2 separate regions of the Bombyx mori genome follow, and region 1 is linked to region 2. A link is a contact called in public Hi-C data. All regions are on one chromosome and are shown on one strand. Each heading gives the region's core, a stretch centred on a gene start, on an enhancer-like site or on the middle of the called end of the contact. The rest is flanking DNA. Distances are from core to core; before and after follow the strand shown.

What was found. A called contact is a pair of places that touch in the nucleus more often than the background predicts.
Region 1: a contact with region 2 is called in a Hi-C map of whole pupa, with 4 times the contacts expected there. The contact joins the enhancer-like site here to the promoter of LOC119629177 in region 2. A contact is called at or near these places in 3 of 7 Hi-C or Micro-C datasets (middle silk gland, posterior silk gland and whole pupa).

Annotation. Positions count from the first base shown.
Region 1 is chr11:18,397,681-18,402,981 of ASM3026992v2, forward strand. The region is part of intron 11 of LOC101737321 (pre-mRNA-splicing factor ATP-dependent RNA helicase PRP16); the gene reads left to right. Among protein-coding and RNA genes, the nearest start is that of LOC101737172, 44 kb to the right of the region's middle. Within about 2 kb of position 3,746, at least 2 of the 8 cell types and tissues checked have open chromatin away from gene starts, as enhancers often do.
Region 2 is chr11:18,342,000-18,347,107 of ASM3026992v2, forward strand. LOC119629177 reads right to left here and starts at 3,062. Exons shown (of 4, transcript XM_038014209.2): 1 at 2,489-3,062; 2 at 1,897-2,072; 3 at 990-1,097. The coding sequence starts at 2,825. The region is part of intron 11 of LOC101737321 (pre-mRNA-splicing factor ATP-dependent RNA helicase PRP16); the gene reads left to right.

The sequences.
Region 1 (5,301 bases), core at 2,496-4,995, 56 kb after region 2:
AACAATCTTCATTGCTTGCTTCACTAAGCATTGCAGATAATTCATGGTATTTCGTAATATACGATGTGATTGGTAAGCCTTAGAAAATCAATTAATCGGTTAAATCTCATCTTTTTAATTTTTTATTGCTTAGATGGGTGGACGAGCTCACAGCCCACCTGGTGTTAAGTGGTTACTGGAGCCCATAGACATCCAACGTAAATGCGCCACCCACCTTGAGATATAAGTTCTAAGGTCTCAAGTATAGTTACAACGGCTGCCCCATCCTTCAAACTGAAACGCATTACTGCTTCACGGCAGAAATAGGCAGGGTGGTGGTACCTACCCGCGCGGACTCACAAGAACTCCTATTACCAGTAATTACGCAAATTATAATTTTGCGGGTTTCATTTTTAATACACGATGTTATTCCTTCACCGTGGAAATCAATCGTGAACATTTGTTGAGTACGTATTTCATTAGAAAAATTGGTACCCGCCTGAGATTCGAACACCGGTGCATCGCTCAACATGAATGCACCGGACGTCTTATCCGTTAAGCCACGACGACTTCAAGTTATTCATCTAATTTATTTATGTAAAAAGCAAATTATTCTCTATTGTATTTCTAAATCCACGAACATTTCGCCTTTAGGAATAAACCTACGCACCAACTTAACACCCCACCGCTAATTATTACGCAGCTTATAAAATTTTGTTACCTTGATTTTAGACCACGATTTCGATTAGATGATATTCATTTAACATGAAAATCCTTTGTGAATAGATGTTAGGTATCTGTTTGTTTATTAAAAAAAAAAAATACAGTGTCTGCTCAAGGACTAATCACGGCAATCGTATGACAAACAGCGTCTTACAGAATTTGATTAAATGATCTTGATAGAGGAGCATACGTCCATCTAGCCTTGTCGTTACGTTCGCGCCAAGATTAGACAGGTGAATTTCAATTTACATTATGTTTTGAACTTTCTACACGTTCGGTATGTATATTACCTAAGAACTATCCAAAGGTGTGATATTGGTGAAGTAAAAATTATCTTATACCTTTAAACGAGCAATTCTTGTATTAATAATAACTATATATAATGTATAAAATAACTATATATATGTATATGTAATCTGAATCTCAGAAACGGCGCCAACGATTTTCATAAAATTTAGTATACAGGGAATTTCGGGGGCGATAAATCGATGTAGCTACGATTTATTTTCAGAAAATGTTGTTTTATTCGTGTTTTCAATAATCAACTCTTGCCGACATCTATTGGCGAATAATAATACTATTTTTCTTAATTGAGGGCAACTAACCGCTTTAAAGAAATAACAAGACGGCGTTATAAAAAAAAAACGAGCAAAGCTCGGTCATTATCTAGTTTTTAATTAACTGCTACAGCTCGCACGTGCAATAAACCCAAATACAAACACTGCAGCCATAAATATTCACTCGAACTTACTTGCATAATGTCTGAGCGTAACCCATCTGCGCAGACTTCCTGGTCTGTGGTGATATTATGCAAATTTACTTCAGTTACGAGATACTGTTATTTACGTTTTTCTAGTATTAGATTTAAAAATTGGTGGGAATTGATATTCGTATTAATATCATTTCTGATCTAGAAGGGATTAGGTTTAGGATTAAGATTAGGGCTTACGATATGGCCGATGTCTGAGTCGTAGTAGATAAGAACTATGTATGCTCTACCACCAGTAAAAATATTATCTAAAATATCATATTTTTCTAGCTATTCATTTTACATCTATAGAAATAAATAAATCTAGAAATAAAAAACCTTGCTAAATTACATGCATAATAAAGCATCACTCGAGAATAGCTCGACCGATGTAATGTTTGATTGTGTTCATAATTTTACCACCTACTACTATTTTGCAAAGTTAGCGTCGAAAATATTTTTGGAAAATCTATCGGTTTTTTTTTTGCAAACAGCTAGGGATAGTCACAGCGGAGGGTAACCAGGTAACTTGAATAAAACCTTTATTACTGCCCGTCAAATAGCTATGTATTTATATTTATATTACATACAACCAAGATTGTAGGCAGCGGCTTGGCTCTGCCCTTGGCATTGCTGAAGTCCATGGGCGACGGTAACCACTCACCATCAGGTGGGCCGTATGCTCGTCTGCCTACAAAGGCAATAAAAAAATTAAAAAAAAGATTAATAAAGAAAATTATTGTTATTGCTTATGTAGATAGATACCATTGTAATAAAACTTCAGATTTTGTCGTACGTACCAAATACTCAAAAATACTACTCTAAGTAATAGTAATGTATACGACAGTGCAGTCACTTCACCGTTTTTAGTGAAAGATTAATAAGCCTCCGTTGCCTGCCCAAAGCGATCGAGAAGATTTCCCCTCAACTATTATAGAAACAAAAAAAGCTACTGCGAAGTGTTACATATAGGTTACCTTTCACATTTTCGAGACTGCTCACATTAAAGAGCAAGTTTCGAACAATGATAAATGAAAAAAAAACACTTTTTTATGTTTGAGAGATTACTGGGTGACCCGGAGGCCTTTCCAGTTTTACCAGGGTAGGTGGGCGAACAAAAAGGGGTGAGATTTGCTAACAGCTACCCAAGCGCCTCCAAAAGAAACCAAACAACTCCAAAGTAACTGCTAAAAAAAAACTTAGCTAACTATGAAAATAGGGCAACTATGATACCATAATCGTCAACGATAAGCAAAACATTAATGTGCGTCCGTGACAAGTTCTTTCAACTTTATTACCGAGGTCCGGAAACTGCGGTTTGGTTCAAAAATGGGAACCGGAAGCATTTCGCTGGCGTTCGATAAAATGGCACGATTTCCAGTCGTAGATTTATATAAAAAATTATAGTATTTATATAAAATTATAATATATCACTACATAGTATAAAACAAAGTCGCTTTCTCTGTCCCTATATCTGTCTGTCCCTGTGCTTAAATCTTTAAAACTACGCAACGGATTTTGATGCGTTTTATAGATAGTGTGATTGAATAGGAAGGTTTATATGTATAATTACATCCAGCGGTGAAATCAATAATAAATTACAGTTTCCGAAGCGAAGCGAGGGCGGGTCGCTAGTTAAATAATATATTAAGTTTATATGAAAGGAGATTTCTTTTTTTTTTTTTTTTTATTGCCCTTGTAGGCAGACGAGCATACGGCCCACCTGATGGTGAGTGGTTACCGTCGCCCATGGACTTCAGCAATGCCAAATTTCTTAAAGAAATAAGCAGTGCCTTTGTACATAATTTTCCTATTACTCTGTACTATGTCTTCTTTTTTGTGTGTACATAAATAATAAAAAAAACGATTATCAACGTTAGCATTATTTATAAATGGGCAAGTCATTCCCAGCGCATGGGCCCTTATAGTTGTCATACGAGTATTACATGATATAGGTTGAACGATAATTCGCCAATTTTAGTCTACCTCTTCGGAAAAAAGATGTAAGAGTCTATTATTAATACTCATCAGTATATTCGTCGAAACTTATGTAAATGATAAGAATGTCCGCAGAGTTCTCATTTCCAAATACATTGACCAAATACCAAATACCACCGAATATGGCGACGGTAACAAAAATATTACAAAATGAAAAATAAGTCTCGAGAAATTTCGTTAGCACGTAATGAAAGTTCAAAACATTGAAACATGTTTTAAAAATAAACTTCAATGTCGGTACAATAAATATTCACAAACGGAGTTGAACTTGTTACGTAGAAGGGTGAACTGCCTTGACGTTTTGCGGAGATATCATTGTTTTACGCACATTGTACTTGAAAACGGAGGAAAACATTATATTATATATTTCAGCCTTTCAACGGTTTGTTGACACTTACGCAGTATGCTGTGATGCCAGGGGGAGTGTAAGGTATTTTTTGTGAGTTACGGAGAGATATTCAACTATTCGAAATCTTATTTAACGTTTTCGGTAAAAGAAATCGTGGTTTTAAGCAATTCTTTTACTGAAAAGACTCGAATTTAATTCAATTCGGGTATTTTTTTATGATTCTATGCTTTATGAAAAATCCGATGATGTGATACAAGCTTAAAACGAGTTTATATGTGTCCTCTGCAACCACAATGCAATTTGATATTCATGTCATGGATCATCTTTTATTTATAAACGACTACACATAATGCATACGTTTGAAAATCACTCCGGTAATCCAACAAGATAATTACATGATGAATACGCACTTAACACGTGATCATAACATAGTAAGTATAATAAAAATATGAAGTCGAAATATTTTTAAATTTGCGTAATTACTAGTAATGCGGTGAATTATAAGTATTTCTGGCGGGAAGCAGTCGTGCGTTTTTTTTTGGACTGCCAATAATCAATGAGCCGTCAGCCCGTTGGTGACAAAGAAAATGGCCTGAAAAACAATGCGGCCTCCGGAGAAATATTTTTTTTTATTGCTTAGATGGTTATTGCTTATTACTTGAGCCTAAATAAGTATCATTAGGATGTTTTTTTTTTTGCTTAGATGGGTGACGAGCTCACAGCCCACGTGGTGTTAAGTGGTTACTGGAGCCCATAGACATCTACAACGTAAATGCGCCACCCACCTTGAGACATAAGTTCTAAGGTCTCAATGTAGTTACAACGGCTGCCCCACCCTTCAAACCGAAACGCATTACTACTTCATGGCAGAAATAGGCGGGGTGGTGGTACCTACCCGTGCGGACTCACAAGAGGTCCTACCACCAGTGATATACACCGTAAACGTAGTAGCATCATAGAGAATATAATTACTGCGTTCATCCACAGTGCGTTTCCAGAGATCTTTTTTGCCGCGTACCATCCGGCCTTGGAATGAGCTCCCCTCCACGGTATTTCCCGAGCTCTATGAATTATCCTTCTTCATACGAGGCTTGTGGAGAGTACTTAACGATAGGTAGCGACTTGGCCCTGCCCTTGGCATTGCCGAAGTCCATGAGCTACCATTCACCATCAGGTGGCCCATATGCTAGTCTGTCTACAAGGAAAATAAAAAAGAGACGCCGCCCTGTAGGAAGGCCTAAGTACCGCTGATCTGACACTGTGGAACGAAATTTACGAGAGCTCCAAGTGTCGGACTGGCAAGGTGTTGCGCAGCGCCGGGATGAATGGCAACGTTTATTATCGGAGGCCAAGACCCACTCCGGGGTCATAGCGCCAGCGCAGTATTAGTAGTGTACGCGATCGAGTAATTAAAAAACTCTCACTAAGCACACTGGCTATAAAATGGCTTTAGTATCATTCTCTGTCCAGAAAGGCTCTTAAGGATCGGTCGTAAATAAAATAA
Region 2 (5,108 bases), core at 1,812-4,311:
GAAGTGATTGATCAAGAATTTAATAGATTCGTTCCTATACGTAAGTCGAGGTGAATGTACTTTTAGCTTGAAGAATCGTGTTTGTGGTCGGATCGAAGTATTTCTTACCGTAAAATATACGTTCTCGACCACTTTAATTATTAGTTTATATACATGGAACACATAAAATGATACCAAAATTCGTCGCACATGAATAATACACAACGTAGAGTTATATTTTAAACACAAACACAAACTACACAACATTAGTGAACAAATAGACTTTCTAATGATGGATTAGAAAAAAATAAACATTTAAAAAGAGTGGGCACATTGAATTAGCACTTTCTAACACCCGTTGTTTAATAACGAAACTCTCACCGGTATCTTGTTGTCAGCTGTAAGGGTCCAAAGCGCCTCAAGAGTTACCATCAAAAGATGATAATCATAGGTGTTTTCGACGTCGTTAAGCTGATCTGTAAACAAAATTGTTCCTTTGTGCGATCTTTTTTTTTTACTTCTGTCCCAAGACCCCATGCAAGGCTGCGTGAACGATCGCCGGCCGTCCGGTACTCCCCTTAATTTCAATGGCCCTTACTTGGAGTTCACAACGAAGCAAACTTAAACAGGATAGGCGTGAACATACAGAAAGCTGGATGATTTGCGATGATCCATTTCGTCTCGCAATAAGTTTTACTCACGGAACAAATGAAAAGCTGTATTTCGTGTTTCGCGAAATTTAATTATCCGATCAAAGGAATGGACAGTTTTACAGTTCTTCCGTCAGTTGACTCGCAACGGCATGCATTCTCCTTAATATGAATTAAAAGAAATTGATAATTTATAAATACAGTAACGTGCAGATAATAAAAGCCGATGATGTGCAAGAACGTGTTCTTTGTGTATTACAAATGGCGCTGGTTCTCTATTTCCGCTAGTAGGTATGAACAGCTGGACTATGAAGAATTCTAGAACATCATCGAATGTTGCGTTATGTGGGTTTAAATTACCTGTCTCATGCGAGCTTCTTGCGGCGTCTCACCGTAACGGCACCAATGGACGAAATGCAGGGTATTATGCCAGTTTCTCTCGAATCTGGACTTAGTTGCCATATCCAACTGCAATCAGTAGAAGCTTCGCCTTAGTAGCCGTCCGAACGTTCAATTGTGCCCACAGTATGCATAAAACGAAAGCGACGATGCTTTCGTCATCTGAAATAAGATGGTTTCCAATGCTGACGAAGGCCTACGTTTTCGAAAAGAGAACTTGAAAGTTCCAGAAAATGTGCTGATAGACTTAAGGGCTCGGACTTGCGTGAAATTAAACAAAAACGCTGATAAGAAATTTATCGGATAGAATTCTCTAGAAAATATGGAAAAGGCATTGAAGCGTTAATATTTCATCGAACCCTTTTTTGTGTGAAGGAGGCAAACTAGATTTGCATTTAAAATGGAGTACGTTTACAGATAAAAAAATCTTCGCCGAACCAATTGCGAGTCACGTCTTCACGATCGAATTATCAACAATGTTTACTTCACAGTTTATGTATGTTTCATAAACATTAAGGCGTTTTTATAGTATCAACCGGTAGCGTTATTATAACACAACATTATGAAATCATTTAAAATTTTAACACGTGAATCTAAAGGTTGTGTTATGTCATTTCCTTCGAAACCAGTTTCCAATTAATGAGTTCCTTCTGAGGTTGCTTTGAAGATGTTTTAGCGTTTCAACATTGTTACAAACTTAAAGGCCACGTATGGACTTGGCATAGATTATCTTATCGTAAAAATTGACGCGACTCGTAAAATTAGGGGATTTTTTTAAGAATGTATTGACAAAGTGTTGATTTTTTTTTTGCATTGGTACGTATGCTAGTGTGGACTCATAGAGAACGATTTGGTTATAATTAATCACCTTAGATCTGATATCTTTTTCGCTGTTCGGTGTCTCCTGTTTGTCGTCCACGTTGTTGATGCGTATAACAGAGTCTTGCTTCCAGAATGCGCTTAACGTTGTTTTTATCACACGTTTTCTCACACCTTTCTGTTGAACCGTGTACACGTCTATCTGTTCGGGGTTCTTTGTTTTTTCTGTTGGAAAATTAGATAGCATTTGATTAAGGAACTAAATTAATTTTACAATCATTAACCGCGTTCAAATCAGTGCAAGGCACTATCCATTCATCGATATATCTTAAATAGACCGGACATATATTAACATTACATTTTAAATTCATCACACGCCGATATTAATGTAAACATTCAAGCGTAGGCGTAAACGTTTCTACATGAATTATTTACAAATGCTATTGTGTATGCGACCGGCGACGCGACGTGCGGCCATGACTGCACCATGCCAACTTTATTTAGTAAATCTTAGTCTCGCCTCGAGACTCGTATTGTACACACGTATGCATTGGCTATAACGCCCTCATTTCAATGTTTCGCAATTCGTAAATCAGTCAAAAGCGGTTCAATACTAATCTATGATCGAAAACTGTACACACCTTTACCCTTCTTCCACATGGCGACGGCGTACATATGGTAGTCTGGTGAGAGAGTCGAATCTGGCGGCAAAGGGTCTTGAGCTCGCACTTCGAGGATGAATCCTGATTCCAGAACAGCGCATAATATGTTCTGTTCATCGTGCTTAAACCACTTGGTCTCGCGGAGTTTGTGGATGGCCACCGAAGAACCAAAACGTGTCTTCTTGGGGGCGAAAAGTGCTTGAGCCTGGCTCCCGAATCTGGACAGTAGGCCCTTCACCGTCGGCTGCGGCGCTAGGGTCTTTTCGGGCGGCTTGATCTGCTGGAAACTCCGGCAAGTTACGAACCTCGCTTCCATTGAACCCACTCCTGTGACGAATTCAAAAACAATTCTCGAATTCGATAGTTTAGAAATTGTTCTTAATCTTCGCGACTCGTTCGCGGCAAATGTACTCTCACTTCTACAAATCACGTACAACAAGCAGCACTTTCACAATATTTGTGGCGCGTGGTATCGAGCGTATCGCAGTACTCGGTTACATGGAAGCTCACTAACGAAAAACGCGGCGCGCGTGTCGGCCCGCGCTTTATACTAGAGAGGGGGTGAACGCGGGATGAGGAGGTAAAGACGGTCCACACTAGTGCTGGGAACGTAACGTTCAACTCTGTTATTTCGCTTATCGTCCATGTACTATTGAAATTCGACAAATATTTTAATTCATGTTAACAAAATTTTGAGAATTAAAGTAGGTGAAAACAATAGTGTTACTGTACGTACGCAAAGATTTACCAGATGTACTACATAATTATGCCGATTTAACGTACAAAGAACAACCAAACCCGTGCATTTCCAAGAACATTTTTCAAAATTTAAAATATTTTTTGTAATTGAATATTAATATTAAATTCTTCCTTTATACTTAATGTTATTCGTTGACCTACATTAAGTACACGACTACATAAAAATGTGTCATCTATACGTTCCTACCCTATTTTACTGGTGCTAGGACTTCTTTCTTGTGAGTCCGCATGGGTAGGTACCACCGCCCTACCTATTTCTGCCGTGAAGCAGTAATGCGCTTCGGTTTGAAGGGTGGGGCAGCCGTTGTAACTATACCTAGACCTTAGAACTTATATCTCAAGGTGGGTGGCGCATTTACGTTGTAGAGGTTTATGGGCTCCAGTAACCACTTAACACCAGGCGGACTGTGGGCTCGTCCACAAATATAAGCAATAAAAAAAAAATTGAATTGATTATTCGCTTGGGGTCTCCACTTTTGTCCCATTAGTTAGACCGTTGTCGCTTTTTGCAGAATTAAGCAACGAAATTAATTATTAAATGTGATCCACATCACTACGATGCACCGAGGTTGACCTCACTCGGTGCTGAGCGCCACACCCCCCGCAGCACCCCTCCCCTCGAGTCCCCTCTCCCGCCATCGCCACTCGCGGTATGAAGGCGCCAGCCGGCAGCCAACCTGCGAAACAACATTTTTTGTACCGTTTTTATTGCGATACCGTAATAACAATTGATTATACATTGTTGTTTACATGTCGGAGAAACTTTTTCGTTCATTTTCGGTACTTGTAACGTTTCTGTTTCAAAAATGTCAAACTCATCCGTGTAAACTGTGGACACAACATTAAAATATAAAATAGCTAATATTATTATTAATCTGATATCACAAGTGGATTGTGTAGAAATATCGGAAAGTCATTAAAAACAAAAATCGTGATAGGAACCCTTTATAATTATGTTTACAATTAAATAACCTACATTAAGTAATTGAAAGCATACAAAAGAAAATAATCTTTCTTGCTTTCCCAAAACCTCAAATTCCAATAAAAACGTTATGTAGGTATTTTAATTTATTTAAATTACGCACGATTAACATCTTCCAAATGTAAAGATGCTCTTATTATAATCGTATCAGGGTTAACGTTTGTAAATTTGGCAGTAGGTACTGAAAATGTCTCTAATGGCGTCACCGACTTGCTATGGGTCGCGTCTTAGTAGTCAATGCGTTTCGGTTCGAAGGGTGGGGTAGCCGTTGTAACTATACTGGGATCTTAGAACTTATATCTCGAGGTGGGTGGCGCATTTACGTTGTAGATGTCTATGGGCTCCAGTAATCACTTAACACCAGATGGGCTGTGAGCTCGTTCATCCATCCAAGCAATAAAAAAAAAAAAGTTTCGACAGCTTGGGGTATTTCATGAATTTTACTACGCTTACTGACCAGCTTGATTTTAACCGCCAAGCAGATACGAGAAATTTCGATTTCATATATAGTCTTAATATCGACGACAAAAAAAAATATAACAATCACAACGAGGCGTGGCTGTTACATTAAAATAGTACAGAATAATAAGTTCGTGAATGCCATGGAAAACGTGTTTCGAATACCAGTTTTGTAATTGTCGATTCGGTTTTCAAAACTCGAATCTATCGAGCCGGCTAAGACTGACGCGGTGATTCATGCGATATTCTGTTTGCTCCGTGCAAGTTACGTACTAAGCCCATAGATTTTAATGACTCTCTCTGAAATTTAATCATGGTTTTAAATTATTATTATTATTTATTTTTTTCTTAGATGGTTGGACGAGCTCACAGCCCACCTGATGTTAAGTGGTTACTGGA